Regions from separate parts of the Mus musculus genome. Here regions 1, 2, 4, 5, 6 and 7 are each linked to region 3. A link is a contact called in public HiCAR-type, HiChIP or PLAC-seq and promoter capture Hi-C data. All regions are on one chromosome and are shown on one strand. Each heading gives the region's core, a stretch centred on a gene start, on an enhancer-like site or on the middle of the called end of the contact. The rest is flanking DNA. Distances are from core to core; before and after follow the strand shown.

Region 1 (2,849 bases), core at 131-2,630, 2.5 Mb after region 3:
TAACGCTTTTTGCATGACCACGGTTAACTACTCTTAATAATACTACCTGTTAATAAAGCTGGTTGTACTAACCAGTACCCCAGAGCTCGTGTCTCTAGCTGCATATGTAGCAGAAGATGGCCTAGTCGGCCATTACTGGGAAGAGAGGCCCCTTGGTCTTGCAAACTTTATATGCCCCAGTACAGGGGAACACCAGGGCCAAGAATCAGGAGTGGGTGGGTAAGGGAGCAGGGCTGGGGGGGGGGGGGGGGGTATAGGGAACTTTCGGGATAGCATTTGAAATGTATATAAAGAAAATATCTAATAAAAAAATAAAGCTGGTTGTGTTTTAGATTAGCGAAGTGTTCATGTTACCAGTTCCTAAAACTTTTAAAGTATGTTTTCTAATTTCAAGTTTAACCAGAAACTGGAGTACCTCAGTTGACAGAGACGGTAAGGCTAAGTTGTCTTACCTGACTGTGTACAAGCCTGCTTGTGTCCCAGCCGCCAGTCTAATGTCTGATGCTCCTTGCTGCAGTAATGTGCCTGTTTGCACCTAGAGCATGTCATAGGGGCCAAGCAACCACAAACCCGACAGAGATGGGCTCCAGACTTGAGCTGGAGGCACACACATTCCGTACCCAAAGCTTCTGTTTCAGAAGGGGGCTCATAGGAGTAGAATGCGTTGTTCCTTGGTAGCTGATTACGAAAAACTGAAATGAAGAGGAGAAAGGGGTACGTGAGATTATCTTTCCGTGAAACAAAATAATTGAAACATTTGAACCGTTTTCGGTGCTTCACCTCATAAAACCTCATTTAAGGAAAACCTAAGGTTTTTGCTTTCGGGGTGGGGGGGCGGTTTTTATATGAAAGGGAATAAAAATAAAAGCTAAAGAGCTTTTAAACCCGGGAAGAGTTCCGTCTGACAAGAGAAATTGGCTTTAAGGAGTCCGTGCCCAGGATGAAAGGGACACGATTCTAAGACAATTCCGGTACCTGAATACAACCACTCGCGCCAACCGATCGTCCTACGTCCAGGGTTCAGCCCCCGTGGCAACCCTCGCCCGGGTCCTGTCCCGGCGGCCGCTCACCTCGCAGGCCGGCGCAGCACGGCGGCTCGCGACAGCAGAAGAGAAAGAGGCTGCGGTGGAAGGCGTCGTCCCGGCCCGGCAGCGGTGCGTACACCTGCAGCAGGAAGGCGAGCGGGCGGCCGCAGCGCGCACACGCCAGCGCCCCGGGCCCCGGCAGCTCCGCCAAGCCCAACCACGCGGGCCGCCCGCCCACTTTGCTGGGAAACTGCTCGCTGCGCAGCCTCCAGGCCGGTGCCTCCTCGGCGAAGCCCAACTCCACAGGACCAGGGGCGGCTGCAGCCATGCTCGCAGCAGGACTCTGCCACCAGGCCGGAAGAGGGCGGTCACGTGTTAGGCCGGAAGGCGGGAGGCGGGGTCAGATCTCGAGCTGGGACCGGACTGGAGGTAACCCTATAGGCAGGAAGCAAAAGTGAATAAAGGACGCTGGTGAGCAAGACTACCTCCATCGAACTGTCACTGTTTCTGGGGATCCGAAGGCCGGAAGCTCTTCAGACCTCTGAGATTAGGGTGTCGGTTGTAGATCCTCAGGTTGGAGTGAGGGAAGTGGGGGCATTCTCAGCACTCGGGGACAAAAGACAAACTTTAATTAGTTCGCAGCTGTAGCCTTTCGCTATTGGGTAAGAGACTCAGCCCGGATCAGAAACATTTCATGGTTTATGCCGTTAGATATTGTCATAATCTTTGTGATTATCTTAGAGTGGTCTTTTAAAATCTCTGCTTCAAAAGAGGTTTTTCCCGGAGCTGAGCAAGTTTTACAGAAGCTGAATTTTCAGATTTTTATTATGACAGTTTCTCTAGCAAATGGAACTTGCTAAGTGGATATTGGTGGTGGTCACTTCTTAAGGGAGAACAAATGCGTGCTTCCTTTGGAAGAGAAAGGGGCAAGTAGGCTTCCCAAAGCAGAAGTTAGCAGTTTAGGTTATTCTGTTATCTCAGAACAGAGAGTTTCTTATTCTCTTATCTTAGTTTTATGAAACTGAATACATCCTAAGTAATGTCGCCAATCATAATTAATGTTGAAGTTTGCTATTTTTATCTTCTCTTTCAAAGGGAGGCTCTGTTCTCCTGTGGAAGAATTGAGGTTGGGGGCGAACCCACACAGACCCTTGAAACCTGTCCTCATGCAGTTAAAGGATGTTCAAAACTGGGGTGGAGGAGAAAGATGACCGGATACAGTTGAGGAGGAGCACTCGAAACAAACGTAAATCATAGCGCTCTGCTTCACACAGTTGGGTGCTCCCATACTCGCTGCCCTGTGTGTTGGATTTAGACAGGAAGCAAGATGTAAAGACAAAACAACAGTGGGTTTTTTGGCTAGTGTAAACAAGAATTCCTGGAAAGGAGCTGTCTACAAAGTCTGGTTAACTAATAAAACTTTTTGACTTTGAAGAGTTTAGAATCTTTAGAAATGGTACTATTTCTCTTGGGTTGTCTTTAGCCCCTTAAAGATACCTTAGTGGCCGCTTTTGTGTCAGACCTAACACCTTGATAAACAGATAAAGACTATTGGACTGTATTAACAAAATGCTATTCTCCACCAATCAAAAGGCTAACAATGCTATCAGATGGTGTCTCAGGTCTGTACTGAGATTCCTCTGTAACTACTTAATGTTTCCACAAATGCATTCATTGTTAAAATACCTTGATTTCAAATTTCCTTTTTGTTCTGTTACTATAAAAACTCCATGAAAGTGCTTCCACACTGGAACATATAGTACTTGGGAAGACATGAATATATGTTCCCGGGCTACGATCATTCAAATTTGGCTCCGAATGAAC
Region 2 (3,218 bases), core at 603-3,102, 2.4 Mb after region 3:
AGCATCAGTTGCCTGAGGGAGAAACTGAGTCTAGTGGTTTGGATGATTATGCCCCTAATAGGCTTAGATGTTTGAATACTTGGTCCTCAGTTGGTGACAGTTCTGGTAGATTTGATGGCTTGTTGGTGGAAGTTTGTCCCTGGGGAGGGGGTAGGCTTTGGTGTTTTAAAACCTTGAAACTATTCCCACTTCTCACTCTGCTTCCTGCATGTGGAGATGAGAACTCTCAGCTGCTCCAGTCACATTTCCTCACTGGGAAGGTGGCTGACTCTGTAGTCATGATGTTATAACACAGGGACAGAAAAGTAACTAAAATACTGAGACACTACCCCAAGACAGGCAGGGATGAAGGCTGAATTGGGAGCCATTGTATGGTTTTCGCCATTCCCAAACCTTCTAAGACTGAATGATATTGCTGCCACCCCTGAAGACCTGAGGCACTATAAGGGTGGTGGCAGTTGCAGGTTTAGTCTCACCTTTTGTGGAGACTTGAGACTTGTCAATCAAGTAGCTGCCCCTGAAGGTTCCTCAGCCTGTTGTCAGGGCAACTGTAATGATTACTGCTCTATTCTAGCTACCAATGTCCAGAGAAGACTTCACGGCAACTGTAGATGCCACAGAGACTTTGTTTCAGTCAGGGGAACCATTACAATCAACCACCACCCAGCAGTTTCATGGCCTTGGGAAACTGACCATGACACCTTGAGATGGCTCTTAGATCACCCTACTCAGTGACCCCAGCCCAATGGCAGTATACAGGAGAAAGTTTTTTGTTGTGGTTGTTTGCTTTGCTTTGTTTTTCTGCAAGTTGCCCCTGTGCTGCCAATAAAATTTACTCCAAGTGGTACTGATGCCTCCTTGTAGTCTTGATCCCGGGTAGGGTAGCTTGCGTCGGTTGCATAAAGAACAGGTACAGCACCCAACAGAAACCAATAGAGGGCTGTTGTAGAGGCCATGGAGTGCTAAGACTGTGAAGGACTACGGGAGTGTTGGGAAAGTATAGCATAGAGGAGAACAGAAACTGCAAAAGATAAAACACTACTGAATGCAAGCGCCAGCTGCTCTAAAGAGTCCCAGAAAGTCACCGAGTTGCTACCTCTGGCAGCTGAGGACGCATCCTGGAGCTGTAAAGCTAAAGGCAGAGAACCCCTCTACCATAAGGCTAGCACAAGCTGTGACTCAACAGCTAAAACTGTAATCTTGAGATCCAAATGTTTCCAGCACCCCAAGTTGGGGGCTACCGACACAAAGGATGCTTTAGCTTATTGGAGATTTCCATCCAAAATACTAGACAGCCTGAATGTAGCCCACAAGGATGGCCACTTCACCCAATAAAATGACCAGCATTATTGCCTATGACAACTCTGTAAGTGGACTCTCGGCCCTTGATGCTCCTTGTCCAAGCTGTGCCGCCTTTCAGTACTGGTACTCCTAAGGGGATTCAAGACCAAACCAGGATCCTCGCAGCTTCCCATACTCTGCGTGGTTGCAAGCTGTGGTCTGTGGCATTTAAAAGGGTTTCCAGTGACTATCCGCTGCAGCCTGTGTGCGTGCATTACCGGAGCAAGGCACCCAGTGCTAGTGCAGGCTGCCACTCAGCCTGAAGACTTAGCCTATGGGACAAACACACTTTTCCCAGTCCGGCTATCCAGCGGCGTGCAGGCGTCCTAGGCTATTCCCCGGTTGCTAGGCAACGGGTTAAAGCTTCCTTCTTCCTGGGTGCCACCCACTTCGCCTCCCGCTCTAGCGCTTGCGTACTACATCCCTTTCGTCTCTTCGTCCTTTACTTCCAGTTATATAAGCACAAGCTTCACTTTGTCTAACCAGACACTTCTCCGGGCGGAAGTTCAATAACGGAAGCGGAAGTGAGCACGCCGTAGACTGTGGGTCTGAAATCTGGTTGACGCAGTCTGCGGCCACTGCTGAGCTTTGGGTAGGCCAGGCTGGGGAATCGGCCCTGGATCTCTGCTGTCGCATCTCCCTACCCCAGACTCCTTCCAGCATCAAGTCCACTATCCTCGCCGTGGCCACGCCCCTCCGCATCCTGGCTTCTCTGCGTCCTGGCTGTTCCTCCCTGGGTGGAGGGGAGAGGCAGCCATCCACTTGCAGGTGGAGCGGGGTGGAGACTCTTCCTGAGCCCAGCTGCAGGACACTGAGGACCAGCGAGGTAGACTCTCAGACTCTGGTAGCGGCTGGGGAGGGAAGAACTGGTAACTGGAAACCAGGTTGGGAGGTTGTAGGACCTTAAGTGATGGAGAGGCGAAGGGGCTGGGCCTCAGCTGTGTTGAGTTCCTCTGGGGAGGGGACCATCCGTTTGATTTCGGCCTACATATGCTCTCAGATCTTTCCACCTTAGGGACTTGCTGTTACCCACGTCCAATGTCTCTCATCATTTTCCCTATCTCCCATCCATTAGAGGATAGCTCCTGACCTCGACTGACATTAGGTTAGTGTACGAACGCCTGGCTACTTTTTTCTTTACCTGTTTTTGAAAGGCACCAGCAACTGATGCGTTATTTCTCTTGCCCCCACCTTGACTATAGCACCTCCCAGTTTAAAAAAAATATCTGTTCAGCCAGTCTTCCAGACGTTTATATCTGTGAACACCTTTGGCCCCCCCCAAAAAACTTACGTGGAGAGCATTTGAAATCATTTATTTTCCACACTCAAAGACTCTACTCTTATCTCTGAACTGGAGTCTGGATATATTTATGGAACTGATAATGAAAAGTTCACGAATCCAAGCTTTGGCTTCGGAGTCCTTGATTTCAGTGTACTGTGAATACAACACCCCTCTGTTCATAATTATAGAGCCTTTACAACTTGCTATTTATCTTATGTTGCTGCTTTGCAAGTGTTCTTGTCCCAGTTTTCCCCTCCCCATTTCCACCATCTTCAAGGTGTGCTTGGTATTTGAAAGAAAGGCCTGGTCATTGGGTAGAGCATTGTAACTTCTGTGTTGCAGATACTAAACTAATTTCATTTACTTTCTGAGTTGACTCCACCTTGGTAAGAAGGATGCATTCCACATAATGCTATCAATTGTTGCTACAGAACTTAATACCAAGTATAAATAGTTTTAATTTTATTGTTAGGCATTATTTCTCTCCATCGCTCTCTCTGGCTATAATGGGAGTCTATAAACTGTGAATTGGTTCTTGATCTCACTTAATACATCCATCTGCCCCTGGTTTTATTCATTTATTTTTTCCAAATAA
Region 3 (3,295 bases), core at 295-2,794:
ATATGGTAAGTACACTGTAGCTGTCTTCAGATACACCAGAAGAGGGCTTCAGATCTCTTTATGGGTGGTTGTGAGCTACCATGTGGTTGCTGGGATTTGAACTCAGGCCTTTGGAAGAGCAGTCAGTTCTCTTAACCGCTGAACCATCTCTCTCCAGACCGCATTTAAAAATGTTTTATGAATGTTTTGCACGTATATATGTGCATCACGTGCACGCCTGATGCCACCCACTGAGGTCAGAAGTGGGAAGTCAAAATTCCAGAACAAGAGTTAAGGATGGTCAAGAGCCATCATTCCGGTGCTGGAAGAGAAACTGCTGAGCCAACTCTCCAGTCCCAAAGCTCAAACATAAGCTAAAGGGAAAGAAAGGTAGAATTTGTAGTAACTGATCTGTGACTTCCACCTATCTTTCCAAACAATAAAATTAACTAAATGAAAAGGCTAGGGTAGAGCGTGAAAACGATGAAAAAGGCGTAAATAAAACGTAGAGGATTATAACATGCTCCTTGAAGCTTTAACAGGCTCACCGATCTTTACAACCAGCTTACAGTGTATTCTTAGTCCTTTGGGGTCAAATTAACTGACTTCCTCATTCTCAAACCAAGAACTGTGGGCTCGGGGAATTGCTGAACGGCAGAAGGCTGGCCTAGCGTGCATGCACAAGGCCTAGCCGCCCCCCACGCCCATAAAACATGTACACAGAGAGGAAAACTTAGGTCTTGTTCTACCGTGCACCCGCTGTCTTATGCAAAACAATTTTAAATACGGTCAAATCAGCCATACAGAAATCCAAAACTAGACTAGAAGTTCACGAAAAATTCCACTAAGCTGTCAAAAAAAAAAAAAAAAAAGAACTACTCTCACAATGCATGCACTTATGTAAAAATGGAAGTCCACAGGTGAACGTGGTTGCAAAGACAAGCTACTACGTGGTACGGAATTGTTTTTAACAAAAAAAAAACCCAAAAAACAAAACAGAATGCTTCACTTGTGCCATACAGAACTGTGGGTACCTCTGGGTCCCCGGTGACGAACCCTGGAAGGTGGGAGGGGGCGACAGAGGCGGGGAAAGGACCGGCATGGCCAGTCAGCCCCGAGAGGGCGGCCTCCGGCCTCCCCGCCTCCCCGGCCGCGGGAACGCCCGCCCTGTCCCCTGCCGTCAGGGACGGAAGTAGAATGGCCGCGAAGCGGTGCAAGGATCCCCACGGGCAGCAAACCGCTCTGCCTAACGGGAAACCTGCACGGCCGCAGGCCCGGTCGCCCTTCCGGCCCGGAGTGCATTTCCCCGGGTCTAGGGCGGCCGCGCCTCGCTCCCCGGCCCCACAGGCCCTCGTGGCCATTCCCGCTGCGGGCTGCACCTACCTTCCCAGCCCGAGGCTGCGCGGGCGCCGCCAGTCACACAGGCCGAGGCCGCGCCGCCGCCGGCCCCCCCGCGCTCCTCCCGCCGCAGCGCTGGCGAGAACCTTTATTTGCGGGTCTCGCAGCCACAAAATGGCGCTGAGGGAGGAAAGCCGGCCCTGCCGCCGGCCCCGCCCCGCCCGGACTGCGCCCCGCCCCGAGCGCGCCGCGGAGACCCCGCCCGTGGCCCACTCACCCGAGACGCGCCTCTCGGGCGCCTCCTCGGTCACCGCGCCGGGCGCCTCTGGAGAGAAGGGGCGAGGGGCGGCCGGCTCGGCCCCGCTCGGGACCTCGGGGCGCGGAGAGGCAGCGGCACTACGCCGCCGCCGCACGGAGACAGTCCGCGGAAGCCCGCACCGGCCCCGTCGGGGCTCTGCAAGCTCAGCGGGGCTGGGAAGGGAAGCGGCCGGAGAGAAGGGCGGGCCCGCGAGGTCGGAGGTCACCCGCGAGGCATCTCGGGACGACGGCCGCTGCCGGACAAGCTCGGCGGGGCCACCTGCGGCTGCTGCGCGGCCTGGGCGGAGGAATCCGAGCCGACAAGCGCGTGATTGGCTCTTCCAGGCAGTCTCACAGCTCAGGATGCTTCCGCGCATCGTGCCGGAACGGGGAGACAGCGGCTTCATGCTTAAGCGCCCCTCGTTTTAAGTTGGGGGCGGGGGAGGGGGACTTAGAAGCCGTCGCCGTTCTTGGGGCCGCCGGCTTTGCCCCGGGGCGTCTTTGGGTTTGAGTCGAGGAGCCAGGAGGCTGCGCGTGTGGGCAGACTGGAAGCCCCGGGAAGGCAGCCGGGTGAGGGTTCTGGAGTACTCTAGCAAGAACAGCGGTGCTCGGCAGTCTCTTCAGCACTTCCCAGATGGGACAGTCATATTTAGGCTTAGTCGGTTTTATGAGCCCGGTTAATCCCCAGCGTAGGTGCCCTGCCTGAGATCATTTATAAGGATACAGTTACAGTAGAGACCAGATGCCACCACTAGGTAGTTTACATCGCAGGGTCCTTGGAAAACTAAAGAAAATGGAGAAGGACGTGAACAGATGGTTCACAGATCCTTAAAATATTCCATAGAAGGAGGATCAACTTTGTTTATAATGGAAATATACATTGAAATCCTGTTTCCTGGTGAGGATGCAGACATTAATAGTTATGTGTTACTTTGGAATGAGTCCTGGCTTGAGTGAATAAAGCAAGGTGTAGAAATACATATACACATATATGTAGGCACATATCGAGAAAATGGAAGAATATTGCAGAAACTTAATAGTTACTCAAAAGAGGGTAATGGCTGTAGGAGATAAAGGTAGAAACAGCAAGACTTGTGAGTTTTCAAAACTTATGAAACGAATAGGTAAAACAAGAAAATCCCTCCAGAGTCCAAAACAAATTGAAAGGAATCAATTCAAATTAAAATTGATAGCGGAACTGAAAGATACACAAAAGAAAGAATATAGCTGCAGTGTTTGAATTTCATGCTCTGGCTCTGTGCCTACAGAGGGCTCTGTCCTAGATACCTAAGAATCACTCAGTTTCACTAAGTGATTTGTAGTTATAACATTGTTGCTATGGTTTTGAAGTTACATATATTGTAGTACAAACATTTTAATGTTACTTTCTTCAAAGATTTCTAGTGTAAAAGATAATGAGATACAAATTCAAATACCAAAGAAGTTCAGAGACACTATTTTAAATTTAAAGATTAACTTGGGGCTGGAGAGATGGCTCAGTGATTAAGAGTACTTGTTGCTCTTTCAGAGGACCTGGATTCAATTTCCAGCACCCACATCATGGCTCACAATTGTAACTCTAGTTCCAGAAGACCTGATGACCATTTCTGGTCTTGGTAGGCATATTGTGGTACAGACACATATATTTGAACACATTGTACTAGTCAGGGTTCTCTAGAGT
Region 4 (2,936 bases), core at 344-2,843, 2.6 Mb after region 3:
TTGGAATGCTTGAATGACCACCTTTGATGGGAATATAAAATGGCACAGCTACCAGAAATAGTAAGTCCCTCAAAAATTAAAATAGAGCTGGGCGTGGTGGCCCATGCCTTTAATCCCAGCACTTGGGGGGCAGAGACAGGCAGATTTCTGAGTTCAAGGCCAGCCTGGTCTACAGAGTGAGTTCCAGGAAAGCCAGGGCTACACAGAGAAACCCTGTCTCAAAAAAAAAAATTAAAATAGAATTACTTTATGATTTAGATTTCTTTATGTACATATAAAGAGTGAAAATAAGATCTTGAAGAGACATTTGCACAACCATGGTCATATTTACATGATTAATAATAAGCACGCAGGCTACAGACTAGGTAAGGTGCTTATCCTAGCTACTTTGGGTTTGATATTTCTTGTTCATGCCCAGATTTGTATATATTTCATATTTATTATATTTATAAATAGCATATAGTTTTCACATATTTTAAAATGTACAGGAATAGATTCTTACTATTAATTTTGCATTGCATCTTGTTTGTTTGCTGACCCTTGATTCTGAAACACCCAGTTTTCAGAAGTTGGTTCTGAGACATTATGGAACCTAAATCTGGCTTGGTTTCCGATGGGTACTTCTAAATTCTCCTGCCCCCTCACCTCACTTCTAAACTCTCCTAGCCTCTCCTCACCTTGTTGCTTAGGTGTCCACTCTTCATCAGAATCCTCACTGTCATTTATTTGGGGTTTCATTGCTTGCCTTTGGTAACACATGAAAGCTGGTCTAGGGGCTCTGAGACCTGAAAAGCAGCAAAATATTCCTCTTAAAAAGGCCCTAGAGGATGGAACAAATGTATCACAAGGCCAGGTAGGCTCTGGGTGTGGAGATGAGATCTCTACAGGGCCAGTGCTAACATTTAGTCCTGGACACACAGACACACACACACACACACACGTTTCCTCTAAACTTGTCTCCATTGGGAACTGTACCACTGTAGATACCTGGGAAGACCCTAACATAACATGGGAACATGGGAACTGAGATTTTATTTTTTTAATCTAGACTGGTTCAACCGAAGACTTCTTGTTACCTATTGAAATCAGCATTTTATAGTTCCTTTTCACATTTCTATAGCGAATTTTCTCCCACTCTCCCATCTCTGCCCATTCTTCTTTGGAGAAGTATATGGAAATGTCTTTGAATTCATCTTTGACCTGGGGGAAAAAAAATAAAAACAAAAAACGGAACATGCTGGGCCGGGCTTGGGACCCTGGAATGTGGTCTCAGTGACCAAGGTTATCCTCCCATTCCCAGAACCTTCTTTAAGCAAACACTGGATGTTCATGCTGACAGAGCAGTTGCTAATGAGCCTTTCCTCTCTCACATATCGGGACCCACCTTCTTGTCATAGGAAAAATCAATATGGTATTGGTACTCAAGGCTGTTTGCCTCTGCCCACCCCATGATCCTCCTGACTCAAGGATAACTTCGTACTACCTTGGGTTTCCACTCGAATTTCCCTGTATCTTCTTCAGGACTATTTTCTTCCAGCTTGTTGGTGTTCATGGTGCAGGACATTTCACTGGAGAGGTCCAGGGTCCTATGGTCCTATGGATGAAGAGGTAACTAAGGGCCTTAGGCGATCAGAGATGCCCACCAGCACATGGGAAGGAGCTAGGGGCTGGGAATCCATGCAGCCAACACAGGCAGCTTCTTCGGACTCCGAGGTCTAGTACTCTGGTGCAGGAGCAAGGATTCTGGACTGAGCCCTAAACCTAGGCACCGACCCTCCGTCCGGGTCAGGACCTGCGACAGCAAGGAAGGAAGATTCCTCCCGCCAACCGGTGTCCCCCCCCACCCCATTCCCACTTGCTCTTCATCTGGACCAAGGAGTCAGCCAGGGTCTGAAAGATGTTTTCAGGTAAATGGATTCGGGAATCCCGAGTACAAGGGATTGAAGTCCCTCTGGTGAAAATGTAGGAACGCTCTGGCTGAGATTTTAACTTTGGGGACCTCGGGCTGAGGAGTGGGGTGCATCAGATTGAAGGAATTGGGTTCGTAGGCTAGAGGAGTCTTTCAGGCTGTGAAATAAGGTTTGGAGACTCGCAGTCTGACGAGATTTGACGATTATGTCACGAAGAGTTGGGATTTGTCACGTCGGAGGTATTTAGGGTCCTGCGGGACGAGAGCATTTAGGATCTCTGGAAGCCAATCTGGAGTGACAGACAGGTCCTCGAGACCGAGGGCGTCTGGGGTCTTTGGGGCTTAGGAGAGTCTCTACGCTGAGAGTCCAGGTTTCCTGTCTGGAAACTTAGTCTCTCTGAGGCGAGCTACCCAGGTTCCTCAGGCAGAGGCTGGGTTGGTTCCGCACAAGTGCATTTGGGACCTCACTCAGCCAAAGGGCGTTTGGAGTTCCCGAGAAGCTGAGGTGACCGGGTGTGTGCGTGTGAGCGCGCGCGCGCGTGTCACGCTGAGGGGGTCCGAATCTAATTTAGGGGATATGGGGTCTCACGGGCTGAGCCTAGAAAGCCTCGCTGGTCCTGAAGGTTTCGCCTGCACTCATGGTCCAGAATCCCGCGGCTCTGAGGCCACCGCCGGCGTTCGTCCCTCTGAGGAGTTCCGAGGCTGACTGACAGGAGAATCCGCCAATTGACAGACAGCTGGCTGAGGGGCGGGAACAAGAAAAGCGGAGGGCGGAGCTCTGCCTGTCAGTCAGGGTGCAATTCCTGCCCGTGGCTTTCTCCAGGCTGCCCCTCCCCTCGCTGGGATTGCCAGGCCCCTGCACGAATCAGGTAGTGGCCAGCGCGCAGGCGCACACTTGTTCTCTGTGCGGCGTCCGTTCCTTCAGACTCCTCTTTTTCAATGTGGCAGGCTGTGTTACCTGACCTGTGTCCTGTCTACTAAAGGTCTTAAAACCATGGAGCAGAGCTTTAAGTGCTTAGGTCTGCTC
Region 5 (3,062 bases), core at 306-2,805, 2.7 Mb before region 3:
ACATAGTTTTCCGCTTCCTTTAAACAGTCCACTCAGAGACTTTAAAAGAGAAGACAGAAACTACTCGCTACTCGATTTAAAACAGACTTGTTGGTCCTATCCCACCCCCCAACCCCGCCCCGGGCGTCCACAGAAACCTACAGCTACTGGGAACTAACACTCCAGGTCGCTGCTATGAGTAGTTCCTAAAGGAATTCCAGAGCTGACCAGCATTAATCTCCAGTCAGTCTTCGCTCCCCACAGCGCTCCTAACTCGGCTTGTGCAAACTTCTGCTCTATTTTATCCCCGTCCTTTCAAACTTCCAGCTCCCCGCCCTGCAAACGCAGGCGGCTACGCCGGGAGCGAACCCTCCGCCCCAGTTCTTCCAAACTCGGATTCCGTTCAGGTCTGTCCTCGCGGTATTTCGTACTCCTCCCCCACCACCACCACCACAGACTAAAGAAAAAAAAAAAAGTGAAGTTAAACTCCCAAACAGTTCTCGCTTCCCCAAACAAAAGGACAAAAAGTGTTCTACTCTGTCATTTCGTCCTCGCCTTCGGCCACATAAGCACTACTTTTCTTCGGTACCCTACGTGATTCCTGGACATCTCGGGGTCCGATCGGGTACTGCGGGCCACGCAACTCTACCGAAAAGAGCCCGCTAAGCCGGGGCTCCGCGGGCCAGGCGAGGCGGAGCTCGGGGAATCGCGTGGCCCCGCCGGGCCGGCCGAGATGGCCGGGATGGCGGGGAGCCTAGCCGCCGCGCCGTCGGGAGCCGGCCGCAGCCCCGCAGCCCCGCGCGCTCCCGGGTCCGCCCTCGGGCCTGGCCCGGCCCCGGCCGGGCCGCGAGCCGCCCGCGCCGCCTTTGTGCGCCCGCCCGCCCGCCCGCCTGACCTTCCCGCCGCCCCGCCATCCCGGGCCGCCGCGCCGGGGCCGGGCGCCTCACCTTCGTCCAGCAGCCGCTCGAGGTGGTTGAAGATCCCGCAGAAGTTGGGCAGGCTGCTCATGAGCTTCTTGTCGTTCATCAGCTGCATCAAATAATCTGGGGTGGGCTTCGGCTTCTCCTTCGTTTCCATTTCCCCGACCATATTCCAGGCTCCGCAGCTCACTCCGCCCGCCGCCGCCGCCGCCGGAGGAGAGGAGGGAGGGGCGGGGGCGAGCTCCGGCCGCCGGCCGCTCGGGACGCGGCGTCCCGCTCCGCGCCGGCTCCCGCTCCGGCTCCCGCGCCGAGCCCCGGGGCGGCCGGCTCCGCGCGCCCGCCCGCCCCCCGCAGGCACTTTCGCCCGGCCCGACGCGCCGCGGCCGCCGCTCCTCGGCCGCCCGGCGCGGCTCCCCTCGCGAGGCCGGCGGCAGAGGCGGGTCTCGGGCCGAGCGCGGCGCGGGGCCGCTGCGCCGCGAGGAGCCGGGGGGCCGCTCGTCGGCCGGTCGCGCCGCCTGCGCCGGAGCTCGCGAGTCTGCGGTGCTGTCCGCCGCGGCGCTCCGCGTTACCGCCGCCGCCGCCGCCGCCGCGCTCCGACTGCGCTCCTCCTCTTCCTCCGCGGCTCTCCTCCTCCTCACTCACTTGGCGGCGGAGTTCGCCTCAGTTCAGGCGGCGCCGCCGCCCCTGGCCGCTCGGGCGGGACGGCCGGCGCAGGGCCGGGCCGCGGCGGGGAGGACGCGCGCCGGTGGCCGCCCGCGCGGGGCCGGGGTCGCGGCTGAGGGGGACGCGGGCGGCGGCGCTGGCTCGTCGGCGCGCTGTTGCTGAGGCGGCGGGCGCGGTCGGGTGCGGCGGCTGAGAGGAATCCCGGCGGGACTCTCCGCGACGCGCTGCGCTCGCCGCCGCCCGGGCCTCGCGTCCGCGCGCGTTACTATAGTTTGGGTTTTTTTTTTTTTTCTTAAACCTCTTCGTCCACCTTCCTCGCTACCCCCTCAAAAAAAAAAAAATTTTTTTTTTTTAAACGTCCTGTTGCTTCACTGGGGACTCTCGGGTGGGCGTCACGTGTCCAGACACGTAGCCGAGAGGCTGAGAGCGCGTGCGCGCGTCGAGGACTGTGACCACGCCCCTTCCGAGGGTCGCTCCGCCCCACCTGGCGGAGAGCGCGCCGTGGGGGCGGGGGGTGGGGGGGAAGCGGGCCTGGAGCGCGCCTGCGTGGGGGTGGAGCGGGACGAAGATGGCCTGCGGACGGAGGAGCGGGACCGAACCGTTCTGGCGCGGCGCCCACCTCGCGGGGCGGGAAACCCGGCCGTCGGATCGCTTGGGGTGCGAGGTGGCGGCGGACTGAGTTGGCGTGGGCGCCCACACCGCAAGTGTCTCCGGCGGTAGGGACTCCAGTGAGGTTTCCCCTGGAGCCAGCGCCACGCGTGACGGGCCTCGCGTTGCCGTGGGCTGCGAGGCGGCCCCGGACCGTGGGCGGAGACGGCACACGCGTGCGCACCCACGGGCGTGCGGGCGGGCTCTGTTCCATGCGGCGTGACGCGCGGTTCCGTTAATCCTCACCGCAGGTTCCAGTCCCTGGTGGCGGAGGCGCTGGCTCCTCAGCGGTGCGGCCCCCGCACAAGGGAGCCTGTGTGAGGAGTACATATTCGGGGAAAAAACGAAGTGGCCAACGCCTATTTTTACCTACTTGACAAAAATAAATAAATAAATGACAGGCAGAGGGCCAGGACAGGGGCTTTCTATGGCGTGTAGAGGAAGTTCTGCCGGTTACATTTGTTTCGGAAACAATGTTCCGAATTGCAGCAATGAAGTCCTGCGATTTATAGAAGCTGTCGGTCATTAAATCTGCATCATCCCTGTTTTGTTGCAAGTTCTCTATAACATGCTCCATTAAAATGTAGACAAGATTGTCAAATTAACCATTTTGAGAGTTGGCCCTGGCTATAATTTTCTGGGAATCATCTCACTGTATTTTAAATGTGTACGTAAGCAGGCTAGTTGGATTGCTTTTTTTGTTGTTGTTGTTTTAAACTTTGATTTACGCGATTTCTAAAGAGCATTTTCGAAGTTTGTGTGGTACCAACGGTATTTAAAGCAATTTTACTCTTTTCCTGGCCAGTAGCTTCTGATTATTTTATTTAAAGACTACAGTTTGGGTTGGTTTGG
Region 6 (2,975 bases), core at 202-2,701, 2.4 Mb after region 3:
AAGAGCTAGGGGACAAGAACTCTCCCAACTTTGGGGGTAGGGGAGGGAAGCATTCGACCTTTCAGGTAAGTAGGAGGTGTGTGAGAAATGCCCAGGGCTTGCAAAAGCCTCTGGGGTTCCACACCCCCTCCTCAACTGCCAGTCAGTTCCCAGTAAGAAGTCAAGACCTCAGGCGTGTCTTTGTGGGATTCCCCAACCCTTATCAGTGGCCCTTGCCTTCTTCCCACTGCCAACCACCAACCAGCCACCCCTACCCCTCCAGACCCAGCCGAGTGCGCGCAGGTGCCCACTCACTGGCCAGGTGAAGCCGAAGGGGAATCGGATGGGGTTGCTGAAGGCGGGGTCGATGCCTGCGCCATCAGGCAGGCTGAAGGAGTCGACACCCAGCACTGGCGTGACAGCACTGCCGTAGGTGCAGGGTGGCTCCGGTGACACGCTGGCCTGGTAGTGCTTGAGGCATACGCGAAAGAAGGTCCTGCAGGCGCAAGGCGGGCCAGAGCCCCCGCGGCAGCAGTTGCGGTTCCCCAGCAGCCCCTTCTTGTTGACGAACTCCTGCAGCTTCAGCTCAAATACGCCGGAGCTCCAGACCTGCGCGGGGAAGGGGCGTGAGGTCGCGCCGGCGGCGGAGGGACCCGGGGGCGCGCGGGCCCTTGCTAGGACGCAGAGGCCGAGCGCACCTCAGCGCCCATCCGGAGCTGCCCGCTGCCGGGCAGCTCTCGGGGTCGTCGCTGCCGGAGTCACTTGGGGATGGACAGCTGATCGGCTGGTCCGACTCCCCTCCCTCCACCGCGCAGCAGCCCCGCCCGGCCCCCTACCTGGCACAGCAGGGCAGAGACCACGGCAAGGGCTAGCGCGCTCCGACGGCCCATGGTACCGCTGGACGCCCTTGCTCTCCTAGAGTATCCTCTTTTCTTTCTTCTTCAAAGACCCAGGGATGCCAGGAAAGTCTATATGACCCGAGGAGTACTGGCGGAAAGGCGTCTCTCGGCTCCAGGTGTGCTATCAGGGCCAGGTCGCTTCAGGAGGGTGCGGTGCCTTCAGCTAGGTCCCCGGCAAGAGCTCTACGAGGCACTGAGAAAGGACAACTTTCGGTTTCCTCTTCGTCTGGCTTTCAGTCCACGGAGAGGTGAGTGTCTCCTGCTTTCTGGTTTTGTCTTAAGCTTCTTCGCGGAGGGAAAGAGGAGAAAGGAGATAAGACACAGAGGGAAGAGAGCCCAGATGTTCAGCTTAATTCCCAAGAGAGCTTGCAGTGGCTTCCTTCGCAGGCCTATTAGGAAGCGGCGGTCTGGAAATCCCACCGGTGAGGCGATAATCCGGGGCCCCGAGGGGCGCGGTGGGAACGGTGGTGGCAAGGACTGCGGCGCGCGCCCTGGTTTCCCGGCCCGGCGTCACTCGGCAGCCGCTGCCGCTCCCAGAGTGTTCTAGACCGGTATCTCTTGCACTATCGCCAAGCCTCGCGTCTTCCTCAAGAATTCAGCCAATGCCATGCGAGAACACACACCGAGGACCGGAGGCCGAAGCGTGGGAGGCTCCGTGCCGCACCGGTGCTCTCCCGTGACCTGCCCTGGTCAGACAGGGTAACCGCGGGTGCACGCCGGAGGATCTGGCCCGGGCTGGCGCCTGCCACCCTTAAATCCTGCCGGCCGCTCGCATAACTAATGAGATGCAAATGAGCAGCCCCCCAATCTGGCGAGAGCTGTCACAAAGGAGCCACTTTTCCAAACCCTCCTCTCAATGGATCGCCAAATGGTCAGTGAGCTGTAAAATGTGCAACCCTCCTCCCCGCCCCCCACCTCCCCGCCCCCTAGTCCTCTCTGCCTCCGCCCTCGCCCCTTCGCCTCCCTCCCCCAGCGCAAAACCCGCTCATTTACATTCCTGCAAAACGTTCCCGGAGACGAACCGCTCTGCTCCCGGAGCTGGAGCTGAGGCCGCGTCGCCCACCGCCCCACCGCCACAGGCCCGAAGACCCTAGGCACGCTGGGCGGCCTGAGCCTCCCACTCGCGGTCACCGCTAGACTCGCTCGCAGGACGCGGCCTCCGGACCTTGGCGTTTCCAACACTAGCCGCCTAGGCTCTCCTCGTTTGTTCAGTCCTAGGGACTGAGGAACCGGGGAGAGGTTAGAGGCCCGCGTCCCTGCTGCTGCCCCTCCTCCCTGGCAGCCTCTTTCTAAGGAGGAGTCTCCCGGAGGGGGCGGGGGCGGGGTGCCCGGTAGGAAAGGGACCCTTGAAGAGGTGGGCAAAGGGTGGCAAGAGCACCCCGGCAGTTTGGGAAGTTTGGGGAGGTTAGGCACGCTTATACCTCTGGTGAAGCCTGGCGATTGAGCCTCGGAGAGTGCCGATGGGCTAGCGATCCGGGCCGGACACCCCCAGACACCGCAGTGTCCCGGAGCGCTGCTGTCTCCGTGTTGTCCACGATCACTGGAAATGGGGAATTGGGGTCCGGATAGTGTATTCCCTGAGCCAGCAGAGCCAAAAGCTAAGCTTACCCCTTTCCCGGTGTACACACCCTCTCCCGGGAGATTTTCAACCAACACCACCTTCACTGGTGTCCGGTCCCACTCTCCTGGGTATTCCCCTCAGGCCTCCCTCTGCTTGGTAAAAAGTGAGTTTGGTGTGTGTCGTTCGCGTGGCTGTCATTAAGGCAGTCTGTTATTGTGCGAGGCTGAATCAGTGGCTCTTTGTGCGCTCAGCTGTATGGTAATGCAGACAGCACCTGCTCTCTGCACAATGCGGAGAGAAAGAGCTCCCCTCCGCGCACGCCGCGGCCTCTGCGACAATGTCCGGCACATGTTTGAAAGACTCCCCCCACCTCACCCCCCAACACATAACCTTTACACAACCGTCACCTTATTAGGTTTTTACACATCCATCAGACACTAGAACTTTTGTTTTCTTTTTTTTCTTTTTTTTTTTTTAAGGGAAATGAGTTTATTGGGAGGGCCCAGGACACACGTATCACAATGAATTACCTAAAC
Region 7 (2,856 bases), core at 218-2,717, 2.7 Mb after region 3:
TTAGACCCACAAGGTGGGTACACCAGCAATTCCTTTACTACCACTCCGGAGGCTGAGGCAGGGAGATGGAGAAGTGGAAGACCAGCCTGGCTTTGTATACTGTCTTTAAAGAATCTTTTATTTGCAGGCCAGGTAATGAAATCAGAAAGAATTTTGATTTAAAAACAAGTAAGCAAACAAAGTTCCAAATCCTTGCAAAAACAGTCAGCCTTGTGGTGATGGCACACGCCTGCCTGTAATGCCTAAACTTCGAAGGATCACCCTGAGGCCACCCTGGGCTACATAATAAAACGCTCTTTCAAAACCAAAAAGCATAATAAAAACAAAATTGAAAACCGTACATAGATTGCTACATCACCACGCTTGAAGAGATTCTGCTTCGACATACTGAGGCCTGCGGATACAGTAATGACAGTAACTGTCAACTAAGCTGCAGCACCTTAGATCCAGTTACCAACGCCCCTCCAGTTCCGATTCCGCACGGCACCCTTCCACCCGCATTCCAGGGAGCGATCTAGGCAGGCACAGTTGTAAAAGTTCTTTTATGAACCAGGCATGGGCCACCCACACACGAATCAAGGAGCGTCCTGGGAGGTCAGCAGCTCGAACTCTATTTTCTCTCTTTCACTAAAGCCCCGCCCGGGAGGAGACTTAGTCGCTGGTCGCCCAGGCAAAGATCGCAGCGGGAGGCGACTAGGTTGCCCAATAGTTCTCTAGCTGCCCGGGTGACGCAGCAGCTCCGACCGGACTCCGGACACCCGGCGCGCGCGGCCGGCCCCCACCGCAGGCAGTCCTGGGCCCCCGCTCTGGATCCCTGCGCATCCGTGCCGTGACCAGAGCGCCCATCCCCGGGAGCCCCACGAACGCCAGGGGTAGCGCCGGTTACGAGTGCGAAGGCCGAGCCTGGGCTGGACTCGGTGGCTTTCCCCGAGGGGCGTGCACCACCTCGGCGCCCCGCCCCGCCCCGCCCCGCCCCCGCGCGTCGGCGGAAAGGCCGGGCGTGCGCGCCGCCGCCGCGCGCCGGGAAGGGGAGTGAACCGAGGCGGTGACGTCGCTCGGGAGGCGGAGGCGACAGCGACCTCGGCGGCGCCGCGCGGCGGAGACGGTTGCGCTCGATCGCGGTCTTGGCGTCATGGCGGCTGCCGGCGGCCGATAAGCGGCGGGGCGGGAGCGCGGACGGAGGAGGCGCCCTCGGTACTTCCCGCTCGGCCCGGGCGCCCGGAGATGAACTGATCGTCGGACCCGCTCCCCAGCTCCGCGCGTCTCCGCCCGCTGCCTCCCCTCCCCCTCTGCCGTCCGCGGCGCGGGTCCCGCGGCCTGGGCATCCAGGATCGCGGGCCCCCGCGCGGGGCATCCTCCGCCCGAGGCGCCGGCCCGCGCCACCCTTCGCCCTGTGCCCGCCGGTAAGGACGGGTCGGCGAGGCCGGGGAGGCCGGGAGCGGGCGAGGCCCGCGAGGCCCGGCGCGGCGCCGGGGGCGTGGGAGAGCGGCCCGGCGCATCCTCAGCGGCCTGGCGGCGCTGCCCGGCGCGCGGAGGGGACCAGCACGTGGGAGCGCGGGGCGGGTGGGGGGGAGGGGGCGGTGGCCGGGCGAGCCCGGGAGGGCGCGCGGCGGGGCTGCGGGAGCGGGAGGCGGGAAGGAGGCCGCGGCGCCCGGCTGCGGGGAGAAGGTGCAGCGGCCCCGCGCGGCGCCGCCCGGCAAACTTAGCCGGGAGCCCGGCAACTGCCAGGCGGGGAAGGAGGCTGCAGAGGGAGCCCTGGCCACTTCGGGGGCTCTTATTGTTGAGACGCGGGAGCGTCCGGAGTCCGGGCGCTCGGAGGAGAACTTAGGGCCGGACGGAGAAAGGAGGCGAGGCTGGAAAGGAAGTCCAGCGGACGGGGAAAGCCATCTTGAGGGGCGAGAGGAAGGTGAAAGGGAAAGCGCCTAGGCGAGTGAACTTTCTCAGCGCAGACTTTGCGGAGAGGAGGTGGAGGACTTCGGCCGGTTTCACCGGGGCTGGAATTAATAGTTAACGTTAGGAATTACTGTTGAGTGCTGTGGATCTTAGGTGACCTGTTCTCCCAGAGGTATGGAGACTGAGCTCTGCAGGTTGGAAATCCTGATCCAGGTGCAGAGTCGGCCCCCCGGGCGGAGGTGGCAGCAGCCTGTTTGGCCCCTCTGTTCTTTGGAGTGGAAATAATCAGTTAAGTCTCTGCTGGAGTCGGAGGACAACTCTGTTGCGTCCCGAGTGTGTCTTGGTGGTACTTTCTGGCTGGGGAAGGATCTGACGTCTCCTTCCCCCGCTTCTTCCTCTCCCTCCCCTGCCAGAGATCTCCTTTGTTTATTCGTGGTTGGCTTGTAGGTGACTCTAGTGCTCTGGCGGAAATCTTGAGAGGTGGAAATATTGTCTTGCTCCCCACCCCCGTCCCCGTCGTTTGCCTTGAAAATAAGATACAGTGTGTATTCTTTGTATTGCCTTTTTATGTTTTTTTTCAAGGCGTCTTAAGTACCTTACTGGGTATATAATTTTTTTTTCCACTCTACCATTGGTTTACCTGGTAAAAACTGTCTGTTTTGACGTTTGTAGTTTTGCTAAGATCATGATAACCTTTTATTACTCTCTTTTCCGAATGAACATTTAAAAACTTTCCTTAGCTGGATATGAAGTTCTTAGTAATAGGAGTTAGTGCTTCAGTAAACATAACCCTTACCCTCTCGTCGTTTGTTTGTCGAAGTTACCGAGTAGCATTTTCTCCTCTTTGGGAGTATGTATATGTTACTTTGTTTTAGGAATCTATATAAATAGTGCTACACAGTAGTAATTAGTCTGGAAAGTTTGTTGCTCTTCTGTCAAAACAGCACTAGCAGTGGCAGGCTA

The links. Promoter capture Hi-C pulls out the DNA fragments that hold promoters and counts their contacts. HiCAR-type assays count read pairs that join an accessible place to other places. HiChIP or PLAC-seq counts read pairs in DNA pulled down with a chosen protein or histone mark.
Region 1: a contact with region 3 is called in a promoter capture Hi-C map of hippocampal neurons, with 19 times the contacts expected there. The contact joins the promoter of Pdcd2 here to the promoter of Wtap in region 3. A contact is called at or near these places in 4 of 39 promoter capture datasets (cranial neural crest, hippocampal neurons, liver and 1 more), 2 of 115 datasets of contacts at active chromatin or transcription factors (astrocytes and large pre-B cells) and 2 of 9 other capture datasets (adipose tissue and liver).
Region 2: a contact with region 3 is called in a promoter capture Hi-C map of pre-B cells, with 4 times the contacts expected there. The contact joins the promoter of Fam120b here to the promoter of Wtap in region 3. A contact is called at or near these places in 4 of 39 promoter capture datasets (the C10 cell line, hippocampal neurons, liver and 1 more), 1 of 484 Hi-C or Micro-C datasets (B cells), 1 of 115 datasets of contacts at active chromatin or transcription factors (pro-B cells) and 2 of 9 other capture datasets (adipose tissue and liver).
Region 4: a contact with region 3 is called in a HiCAR-type map of astrocytes, with 4 times the contacts expected there. The contact joins the promoter of Prdm9 here to the promoter of Wtap in region 3. A contact is called at or near these places in 2 of 115 datasets of contacts at active chromatin or transcription factors (astrocytes and large pre-B cells).
Region 5: a contact with region 3 is called in an H3K27ac HiChIP or PLAC-seq map of embryonic stem cells, with 5 times the contacts expected there. The contact joins the promoter of Qk here to the promoter of Wtap in region 3. A contact is called at or near these places in 6 of 39 promoter capture datasets (the HPC-7 cell line, hematopoietic stem and progenitor cells, liver and 2 more), 1 of 484 Hi-C or Micro-C datasets (CD4 T cells), 1 of 115 datasets of contacts at active chromatin or transcription factors (embryonic stem cells) and 2 of 9 other capture datasets (liver and pancreatic islet).
Region 6: a contact with region 3 is called in a promoter capture Hi-C map of pre-B cells. The contact joins the promoter of Dll1 here to the promoter of Wtap in region 3. A contact is called at or near these places in 3 of 39 promoter capture datasets (cranial neural crest, liver and pre-B cells).
Region 7: an H3K27ac HiChIP or PLAC-seq map of thymic regulatory T cells shows a contact between it and region 3, with 10 times the contacts expected there. The contact joins the promoter of 5830433I10Rik here to the promoter of Wtap in region 3. A contact is called at or near these places in 2 of 39 promoter capture datasets (liver and pre-B cells), 4 of 115 datasets of contacts at active chromatin or transcription factors (astrocytes, cardiomyocytes, large pre-B cells and 1 more) and 2 of 9 other capture datasets (adipose tissue and liver).

Annotation. Positions count from the first base shown.
Region 1 is chr17:15,525,921-15,528,769 of GRCm38.p6, forward strand. Pdcd2 (programmed cell death 2) reads right to left here and starts at 1,381. Exons shown (of 6, transcript NM_008799.2): 1 at 1,071-1,381; 2 at 453-692. The coding sequence starts at 1,353.
Region 2 is chr17:15,394,394-15,397,611 of GRCm38.p6, forward strand. It overlaps Fam120b (family with sequence similarity 120, member B), which reads left to right and starts at 1,853. Exons shown (of 11, transcript NM_024203.3): 1 at 1,853-2,167.
Region 3 is chr17:12,990,715-12,994,009 of GRCm38.p6, forward strand. Wtap (Wilms tumour 1-associating protein) reads right to left here and starts at 1,545. Exons shown (of 8, transcript NM_001113533.1): 1 at 1,363-1,545.
Region 4 is chr17:15,561,738-15,564,673 of GRCm38.p6, forward strand. It overlaps Prdm9 (PR domain containing 9), which reads right to left and starts at 1,594. Exons shown (of 10, transcript NM_144809.3): 1 at 1,484-1,594; 2 at 1,077-1,200; 3 at 678-785. The coding sequence starts at 1,552.
Region 5 is chr17:10,317,806-10,320,867 of GRCm38.p6, forward strand. Qk (quaking) reads right to left here and starts at 1,556. Exons shown (of 8, transcript NM_001159517.1): 1 at 927-1,556. The coding sequence starts at 1,068. It overlaps Gm46608, which reads right to left. Exons shown (of 1, transcript XM_017317774.2): 1 at 1,846-3,062. The coding sequence starts at 2,540. The coding sequence ends at 1,914. Cahm (colon adenocarcinoma hypermethylated RNA) reads left to right here and starts at 2,114. Exons shown (of 1, transcript NR_037588.1): 1 at 2,114-3,062.
Region 6 is chr17:15,374,372-15,377,346 of GRCm38.p6, forward strand. Dll1 (delta like canonical Notch ligand 1) reads right to left here and starts at 1,452. Exons shown (of 11, transcript NM_007865.3): 1 at 816-1,452; 2 at 295-588. The coding sequence starts at 869.
Region 7 is chr17:15,703,910-15,706,765 of GRCm38.p6, forward strand. 5830433I10Rik (a long non-coding RNA gene) reads right to left here and starts at 1,468. Exons shown (of 2, transcript XR_001782213.2): 1 at 405-1,468. It overlaps Chd1 (chromodomain helicase DNA binding protein 1), which reads left to right and starts at 1,058. Exons shown (of 36, transcript NM_007690.3): 1 at 1,058-1,403.